Regions from separate parts of the Mus musculus genome. Here region 1 is linked to region 2. A link is a contact called in public ChIA-PET data. All regions are on one chromosome and are shown on one strand. The core of a region is the stretch at or near the end of the contact, and the rest is flanking DNA. Distances in the headings are between cores, read along the strand shown. Region 1 overlaps Wnk2 (WNK lysine deficient protein kinase 2). Region 2 overlaps Fam120a (family with sequence similarity 120, member A).

Evidence for each region. ChIA-PET counts read pairs in DNA pulled down with a chosen protein or histone mark.
Region 1: a contact with region 2 is called in an RNA polymerase II ChIA-PET map of memory CD8 T cells, with 22 read pairs. The contact joins two enhancer-like sites. A contact is called at or near these places in 1 of 39 promoter capture datasets (cranial neural crest), 2 of 115 datasets of contacts at active chromatin or transcription factors (effector CD8 T cells and memory CD8 T cells) and 2 of 9 other capture datasets (liver and pancreatic islet).

Annotation. Positions count from the first base shown.
Region 1 is chr13:49,068,340-49,072,898 of GRCm38.p6, forward strand. Wnk2 (WNK lysine deficient protein kinase 2) reads right to left here. Exons shown (of 30, transcript NM_001290313.1): 13 at 4,163-4,456; 14 at 3,652-3,701; 15 at 2,616-2,784; 16 at 2,431-2,547. Among named protein-coding and RNA genes, the nearest start is that of Wnk2, 78 kb to the right of the region's middle. Within about 2 kb of position 1,897, at least 14 of the 459 cell types and tissues checked have an H3K27ac peak or open chromatin away from gene starts, as enhancers often do. A contact at or near this core is called in memory CD8 T cells, where this site is marked.
Region 2 is chr13:48,875,367-48,880,111 of GRCm38.p6, forward strand. Fam120a (family with sequence similarity 120, member A) reads right to left here. Exons shown (of 18, transcript NM_001033268.3): 18 at 3,850-4,745. Phf2os1 (a long non-coding RNA gene) reads left to right here. Exons shown (of 2, transcript XR_003950516.1): 2 at 1-2,983. Among named protein-coding and RNA genes, the nearest start is that of Phf2os1, 6.8 kb to the left of the region's middle. Within about 2 kb of position 3,360, at least 407 of the 459 cell types and tissues checked have an H3K27ac peak or open chromatin away from gene starts, as enhancers often do. A contact at or near this core is called in memory CD8 T cells, where this site is marked.

The sequences.
Region 1 (4,559 bases), core at 647-3,146, 190 kb after region 2:
GTATCAAGGGAAGACAAGACAAAGGGCATGCCCCCTGGTTGTGTCCGAACATCCAAGGGAGAAAGTTAATGGCCCTGGAGACATGGGAATGTAGTTGAAGCTGAAAACCCTATCCCACACAACCAGATGGCCTCATGTGGCACAGCTTTCCTGGAGCAAGAGCTGAACCCCAGGCTAGCCCAAGAATTTCCAAGATAGGTACACCAGTACTAGGTTTTGGGCAGAGGGCCTAGTAGGGACTCAAGCACCAGACAATGAGCCACACCTATTTTTCTAATAACAATAACAATACTATTATTTGTTTGTTTATTTTCAGATAGGGTCTCAGTGAGTTGTCCTGGCTGTGCTAGAACTCACTATGTAGACCAGGCTGGCTTTTAGCTTCCACAGATACTCTGCCTCTATCTTCCAAGTACTGAGATTAAAGGTGTGCACCACTATGACTGGTTCCCCAGAAATCTTTCCTATTGGCTGTCTTTACATTTCGTCTTCACAGAGCTCTTGCCTTACAGCCACATGGCTCTTCTCAGCTCTTCCAAAGTTGGCCAAGGCAGACAAAACTGAACTGATCAGGCAGATCGCTGAGTCCCATCCTTGCGGCTGCCCCAGTAAGGAACAATACCATGATCTCTCCAACTAATCACACAGGGCTTTCCAGCATCCACTTATACCAGATACTGTCCTCCTGGCAGGCCAGGTCTGAGTCCAGAAACCCATGATTCTATAATGCCTGCATTGGCTGCCTCCTCATGGTCAAGAATTTCTTGTAGAATTGACTCTCTTCCATTCCTCACCCAGAAGTAGAGAACAGCAAAACAGCCCAGGCCTGGGATATGAAGGTAACTAGAGGGCTAATACCACAGCCTAGATACTAGGGCCTCTGGGCTAGCCTCACCAGGATACAGTCACTGTCCTTAATGCTCCTGTGGGCAACCTTGGCCCACTGTGTCTTGGCTACCTTAGGCAGATTCAGCATGACTTATCTCTCCCTGGACAAAGAGCTCTAGGGAGACAGCAACTGTCTTCTTTCCTAGGGCACTCCAGTGCCAGCTCTTTCTAACCATTCTTCTCATTCATACAAGTGTGTAGCTTCACACATGCCTGGACCATCCATCCCCTGTGGGTGAGCCTGCGGCTCCTACAAGATAGCTGAAGAGCAGTGTTCTTCCAACCACCTAGATAAAACCCCCAGGAGTACCACTACTCCCCCAGATGAGGCTGAGGCTGCCATCCTTAGCTATCCACCCCTGAGTGTGGCTTGAAGCCTGTATGTAGTCAAGAGCACCCAGATACGTGCGTGACGCAGGCTGAAGCATGCAAGAACATATGGAGTGCTGCAAATCTGGCAAAACTAAACAAAAGCCTCTTATGGCTTCCTGATAGGAGTATGTTTCTTCTTCTTCTTAAAGAGAAATTAAAGAGATCAAAAACACATTTAAAAATAAAACAGAGAAAAACTTAAAACTTCAGGGTTCAAGTATAAATCGAAACCAAAACCAAGCTAATTCAAACATCTGGTTTCTTCTTTACAATGGTCTGCCAGGGTAATAAGCCCAAGACCCAAGGAATGGAGGGTCCCACGTGTGGCAAGATGGTCCCAGATGAGGCAAAGCTTGTCTAACTAACACCTATGATGATTAATATTAATCATCAAGCCAAAGGACCTGGAATCACCCAGGAGACAAAGCTCTGGGCACTTTTTACTTTGGGGTCGCTGAGGTGGGAAGGCTCATCCTAAATGTGGACTGGAGTGCCGGACTGAGTACAATGGAGAAAGCTGGCTGGGTACCAGAATTCCTCTCTCTCTGCTTCCTGACTGTGGGTACAAGGTGACAAACCACCTCACACTCCTGCTGCCAAGACCTTCTCTAGCCGTGAGCTAAATTAAACACTTCCTTCCTTGCTTCTGTCAGGTGTTTCGTCTCAGCAGTGAGACAAGTTAACTCCCACGGCGCCCCAGTCCACCATGGACACCTGTGCTTCCTCTGGAGCCTCTGGATGCCTCCAACCCCAAAGCAGGGGCAGGGAACAAGGCAGAGGGCTGTGGGAAGCATAGATTGCTCATGAGCTGTCTGTACAGTTACATACTGCTTGGTGGGGAGTTCAAAGAAGGGAAAAGCAATGGGATGAGAGGAGGGTTAGAATCCAGGGGAAACCTGAGACCAAAAGGATGCAATTTAGATTGAGAGCTGCACAGGTGCTTTGTACGTGAATTGTCCTTACTAAGGAGTCTGGGGAAAACCCCACAAAAACCATCTGCAGGAAGCTGATGCCCTCCCTGGAGAGCCACAGCTCTGGGGACAGTTGCTAAGTTTTGTGCCCAACCCACAGGCCACCCAGACACCTCCATGCAGGACCAAACTCAACATTTTAACTCTTCAAGAGCCTAAGGACTTCAAGGAGGCGGCCTCAGCCCTGGCCCAGCCTTACCATGTACGTGGCAATCTCATCCGGAGCGTCCCCATCGAGGTCAAACTTGAAGGTCACCATCTTATGGTTATGCGTTTCCAGCTGACACTCCACCATCTTGTCCCCCGTGTTACACACCTGCGGGAAGCCATGATCAGATTGCAGAGGAATTCATACCCACGTGCCCCCAAACAGCAGCCACTCACATTTAGGATAGTGAGCCGGGGCCGGCTGGCCCTCTCCTGCCGCGAGCGTGCACGAGTGGACCTACGGTGGTGTTTCCGGGCGGTCCTTCCCTCCAGCCTGCCCCCTCCAAAGGTGCCTTCACAGCTGTCACTCAGATCTCTTCCAGAGGTGACATCAGAACCTCCAAAGCTGAGGGAAAACCAAGAATGTTAACAGCATTATGTGGATTGCCAGAAAACCCACTCTAGTCAGTCCAGCCTTGGAGCTTTAAGTGCCTAAAGTTGTGACCTGTAGAGATAGATGATGGTACCCAGCCTTCAAGGGGAACCAAGACCTCTCTTCCTCCAGTACCCATTCAATATCACCCAGGGGCCAGGGGAAGCACTAGCTTCCCTGTGATGGGCTGGATGGTCCTGTAGGCCTTTTGCCTGTGAAACGGGTCTACATGCTTCACTTTGCCCATGGGTGCAAACAAGACCTCAGACACTCTAGGCTGTCGTGAGGACTGTAGAGTCTTACATGAGCATGGAGTCCTGCATGCACAACATCCAGTTTTCTGGGATGGTGGGATCCCAGTTACCTCTCATACCCACTCCAATAAGACCAGCACTGCCACCCCGGATCACAGGAGGAGAGACCTGAACATCTGGGCCTAGGCATACCATAGAGTACTGAGGCTCTGCCCATTATCTTCCCTTTGTGGAATGTCCTCACCACAAGGACTAATGCCAGGACCCACAGCTCAGCAGGGACCAACAACAACCAGACCTTAACCTGGACTGACAAGATCTAGTACCAGGACCCATAGCCTAGCAGGCAGAGGCTGACAGCAACCAGGATTCATCCTGGATTGACAACGACCAGAAAGACAGTCCCTGAGCTACTCTGGGTCAGATTTGGAAAAGGGGGGGGGGCGTGATATCTGTTAAAAATCCTATAGTGTCCTGGCAAACTAGGGCAGGATCTGAATGAGCGTGCCAAACAGTACTAGGCTGGGCCAAGCTGGCTCCTGAGCCTGCACCCCCCACCCATCCTGAGGGCAAGGCAGAGCGGTACCTCTCGGAGCTCTGTGGGGGGCCAGGGGGTTTGTCTTGTGAGACCTGCTCCTAAAATAAGAACAGAATAAAGAGAACAGGGTTACACTGTGCGGATCTGCCTCCCCTCAGTGGTGAGGCCAGCCACAGCATGCAGCTGCCTCCCTGCCTCCTCTGAGGCTCTCTCCACACAGGGCCCAGTATGTGGCGAGGGTAAGCTTGAAAGGCTTAGAGGCAAGCAGATTCTTGAAACCCAGGGCTGCTTCCTTCCACAAATTGCTAACCTACTTTGATCATTCCCTAAAAAAGGACACACAGGGTTTGTGAAAGCCCTCGGCAACCTGCATACGGCTCTCTGAGGAAAACCCATTTCTGAAATTCATGTTTGTCCTCCTAATGTGGGCCAGTGCAGAGGGAGAGAGGCAGAGCAGCTTGCAGTATCTGTTCCAGAGAACACTGTGCCTCGGGCAAACTTCCCTCACCTCCAGGGCTGAGACCCCAGGTGGCTTGAGCAGGGAACAAGGGGCACACACCTCTTGAGCCACTTCCACCATCAGCTGGACTGCAGGGCAGGGGCCAGCAACTGCAGGCCCAGTGGGCAGGGGTGGGTTTGTTGGCAGGAGGAGTGAAGAGGTCTGTGCGGGCGCACTCTGAGAGGCTGCGACCACTGTAGGGGCCAGAGAGCTGGGGACCTTGGGCAGGAGGTCAGGGACAGTAGGCAGCAGAGTATCTGGCAGAGGAGGGGAAAGGACAGCAGGCGGCAGGGACACAGCAGAGACTGGAGCAGCAACGTCCGCGGTGTATGAAGGAGGGTGGCCCAGCAGGACCTGGGGGCACAAGGGATAAGAAGAACACAGGCTGGGTACCAGGGGGCAGTGGCAGAGGCTGTGCCCAGCCACATCAGTGAGCACACAGGTTAGGGAGGATAAA
Region 2 (4,745 bases), core at 2,110-4,609:
CCCCTGAGCCATCACTTCAGCATCTCCCCCACACCTTCTTTAAAACAGTCTCTTGTAACCATAACTGAAAACTATCTTGAAGCCTGAATACTCCCACTGCTATCTTGAGTGTGTGGCTTAGCATCATGTATCACGCCTGGTCTATGGGGTTCTGGAGTTGAAACAGGACTTCCTGCGTGCTAGGAAAACACTTTCCAACCAAGATACATCTCTACCAGAATTCCTTTTTTGGTATTTTTTGTTTGTTTGGGGTTTTTTTTTTGGGGGGGGGGTTTGTTTTGGGTTTTTTTGGTATGCTGTTTATTGTTAGTATATGGAAACAAAACTGATTTTCAGTGTTGATCTCGTGTATTGCTCTTTACTGAATCATGTCTGTTAACAAAGGGTGTGCCTGAGTGCACACTCATGCAGCTGTAGAGTGTTTAGGCCTGGCCCTGCCTAATGGCTTCCACCTGTCCTCCAAATCATCCCATAGTGTGGCTTCCCTGGTACCTACTCCATGGACCTTTTCATCTGCTTTGCTCTTCTTCCTGGAACCCTCCACTCCTTCTATCTCATTTTTTACACTGATTCCTTTTTACTTGTGTACTTAGTTTGTGATCCTGCTCTTTCCACTCAGGTGATGTTTCACAGCCCCAGAGAACTCTGCCTTCTGCAGCAGGCTCAGTGCCAGCCCCTGGAGTGATCAGTCAGGGCATCAAAGACTGGATAAACATTCCTCTACCCAGGGAAAATCATATCTGTTGGTTGGTCCAGATATATGGGGTTTGGAGCACTTGTGCCAGGCTCACCGTGGTAACTTGGTTTAGACCCTCAGTCTGAAATTCCATCTCCCGTTGTACAAAAGTGGCAAGACCACTGTAGTTCTGATTCCTTAGACAGGTTCATTCTCTATAGAACCACAACTGTTCACATTCCATCCTATGGCACTTCCAACTCCAGAAGCTAGGGGAAAAAAAGTAAATGTGGGCGAGCCAGGCCCTGCTGGGAACAGAGAGGAAGGTGGCCCTACTGTGGGCGTGAGGCCCTGCTGGAAACAGAGAGGAAATTGCCCTTACTGTGGTCTCCGAAGCTTCCATTTACCAGACATATGAAAATCCAGAGATCGGGAAGCCTCGGATAACAGAAATTTACCATCTCTGATCCTGGAAGCCCAAAGATGAAGGGTCTGCAGGACTGTAGTCCTTCAGAGGTACCAGCGAAGGATCTGTGGCCCCTGTCTACCTTCTCACAGCTTTCTGAGCTATGTCACCCCAGACTTGCTATGGCCTTGGCTCTGTGCTTCTGTGTTCAAGTTCCCTTTTTATAAGAACACTGCTTATACTGGATGAGTGTCCATCGTACTCCAACATGACCTTGTCCCCACTCCTTCGCTAACTGCATCTGCAGAGACCTTATTTCCAAATAAGGTCACATTCTGAGATCCTAGGAGTTATGTCCTGGCCCAGTGAGTTAGAGAAGAGAGGAGCTTGGTTCAGACCCTAATGTAGGTTGCCACATCTTTACAAAAAGCTTCCACATGACCTCACCGGAGAGCTTCTAGGTTACTTCAGCCTGAGCCATAGCCATAGGTTCCTGAAAGAGCTCAATGGGGTGGTAACAAGGAGCCTGGGCACCCTAATGTGGGTCTCTGGGAAATGCTTGAACAATACCAACCACACAGCAAACCATGTGTGGAGGACACAGGTAGGGTTGGCAGACCCATGACAAGAAGACCCTGTCCACCACAGAAGTGCCAAGCAGTCAGCAGAAAGCGTGTTCCCAAAATATCCTGGAAAGGTGTAGGCTTGAGGACAATAAGTTAACACATTCTAGCTGGCCACTGGTGCCTGTCCTGCAGGAAGAAGGGTTGGCATAGGCTGACTGCATCCCTTCTGTCCATGTAAGTGCTGTATGGATGAAGGTATAGGGATTACCCAACATTCTCTGTCAGATAAAGTGAAAAATTGAGCTACATTAACCATATCCATCAAATGCTTAGACCCCTGGAAATTAAGGCCATATAAATGAAAACGCCTATTTTTTTGCCTGTCAAAAAGCTAGTACACTGGCCTTGCCCAGCAACTGGGCCAATTCATACAAATAGCTCATGTGCTCTAAGGGCCAGGACTAAGCAGCAATTGCAGGACTCACTTAGGGGGTGGTATGTACACCTCTCTATCTCCCGTCCTTATATTTTGCTTATTAAATGTAAACATGTGTTTAGCTCCCCCATTTTAGAAGAAGTCCTTCAAGGTGCAGGCTCTGTGCTTTGTCCCTTGGAGGAAGAGCAAGGGCTGGTAAAAATGCTACACACGAACCTTAAACAAGCAAGCAGAATGTCCCCTCTGTGCTGAGGAGAAAAGGAAAATAAGTCTTTCATCAAAAAAGACCCGGTGTTCACAATAGTTGTTTCCAAGATGGCAGAGTTAAAGCCAAAAAATCATAAAAGTTCCTTTTAAAAAGGAAAAACAACCCCTCTTACACACACCCCAAAACCCCAAACAACCTACCAAGAACATCAGACTTACCACTGTTTGCCATTAGACCAAGAACAACACCAGGTTGAGTTCATATTAAGTGTGTACAAAGCCTCAAATTTGGCCCTGAGTTCTGGACAGTGCCACATATGGCCAAAGTCCCTTGAGCATCTTGGCACTGGTCCCCCCACTGACCCTTCAATTCCAGTGGTGTGGGAAAAAGTCAGTGTGTCTCTGGCAAAGTGAGGGTCCAGGCCCATATCCCTGGAGCCTCCAGAATCCTCTCCTTCCTGCTCAAGCCTAAACTTCCAGTCCTTAAGTAAGGTGGAGGCATACCTTGGAGCCAAGAAGTCTCTTAGGCTTAGAGCAAATGTAATCCAAGTGATATATTGCTGTCCCCAAGTAAGGCGGTCTGAAGATCCAGAATAATAAGGTTTGTGACTGTTACTGAGGGGGTAAGGGGGAGACCCTATGAGGGTGCCATGGGAGAAGGTATTTTCAGAATAAAAGTTTTCTGTACTCCAGTTGCTGGGACATTCTTTTGGGCTCCAGAGTGGCCAGTCTTCCCTGGGACCGTGGGTTTTCTAAGATGATACAGGCCTGGCTACCAAACACAGCCAAAGGTTCTGGGGGCTTGTTGTGGACAGCAGTACCAAGTTTCACTCTCACCGAGACCCTGGAGACCAAATTAGCAAAATCGGACAAGAGGTTATCTCCTCCGTAATTTGGAAGCCACAATACAGTAGGCGCACGCCGGTGGGGTTGGCCAGAGCCCTGTGGCTGAGCCTCCGATCATTCGTAGGGCCTATGAAGGCCGCGAGGCAGCGGGAACCAGCCTGCGCAAGGTCCCAGACGCGGCTCTTTAAGCCGTGAGCCTGACAGACCGAGCAGGCGCAGTCTCGGGACTCGTCACGTGGTTCCGCCCTGGCGCTGCAGCGTAAGAAGCCAGTGGCTTTGGGTATGGTTCGGCTCCGCCCCGAGATGCGCGCGCATCTGCTGCACAATCGCCCCCGCCCGTAAAGCACGCGTCCTCTGCTCGGAGCAGGCGCTCCAGTAGCTCCTTGGCCGCTTTGCTGGGCACGCTTGAACTAGGCTGCAGAGAACCAGCCAAAGGGCAGCGACACTTGTAACTCTACATTTAAAAACAAAGATTTCCCCGTTAGGCCTTTATAAAGCTACTTTGTACTTCGCAGCCTGATTGGTCAGAGGAACGCAAAAGCTGTGCTCTGCATAATTTTCATATTAACCATTAAGGTTCCTCTAAAATTACTTTGACAGGGCTTGGTAATTCTAAACTTAATGTTGTCTTATGGAGCTCTTCATGAGCTACCTAAATTTAAACCTCTGTAAAATTCATACTTTACAAGTGAATTTAAAAGCCACACCATACTTTATACTAAAAGAATAAAGATTTTTATTAAGCATTGTAAGTTGCATTCAATAGCCTCTGGATAAACCACACCACAATCCATCAACAGTCAATCAGACCCAACAGCAGTTCATTCTTCACAATCCATGAGTTAGGGCGGAACTCCCTTCAACTTACAGTGAGGTCCTACTTAGCTCTTGCGGGCAGGGGCTGGGGAGTTACACCTCATTTCTGATCACTAATGTGATGAAGAGCATCGGAAGTAGATGAAACATAAGAAGTGATTCTGATTCAAAGTACATTGTTTGGAAACAGTAACAAAACATCAAAATGATCGAAGTCTACCTGCTTCTACTAAGTTCCTGATGGGACACTTCTCAAGAACAAGCAATTTGTTTCCTGCTACAGAAGGGGAAGGGGGTGTTTTGTTTTTTAAGATCATAGGGGGTTTCTTTCTTTACAGAATTTCATATTTTGCTAATATGAATATGAAGGCATAAAACAGCAACAAAGAACAATAATGCACACAGCAGTGAGTACACCAGGGTAATGTTGATATTCCAAACGGCTAGATAATTTTGGGGGGTTTAGAATAAATGCAACAGAGGTCAATAATCACAAAATTTTAAGGTTAGAGCAAGATCAGTCAATGACTAAACAGAGTTAACATCTTTTATAGGACTATTACTGATTATTAGCATTTTGTTTTGCAAATGGGCACATACTGGTAAGAATGGAAGAAAGGACAATAACATGCATAATATTAACTACACACTTTAAAAATTATGAACCATGCAGAAGATTAGCTCAAGTAGTAGCACTAATGGTCTACGTCCGATTCAAAACCACGTAGCTCACTGATCACAGATGCATGGTATTAGTCACGAGGTTTCAGAACACATTGTGTTGACTTTGAA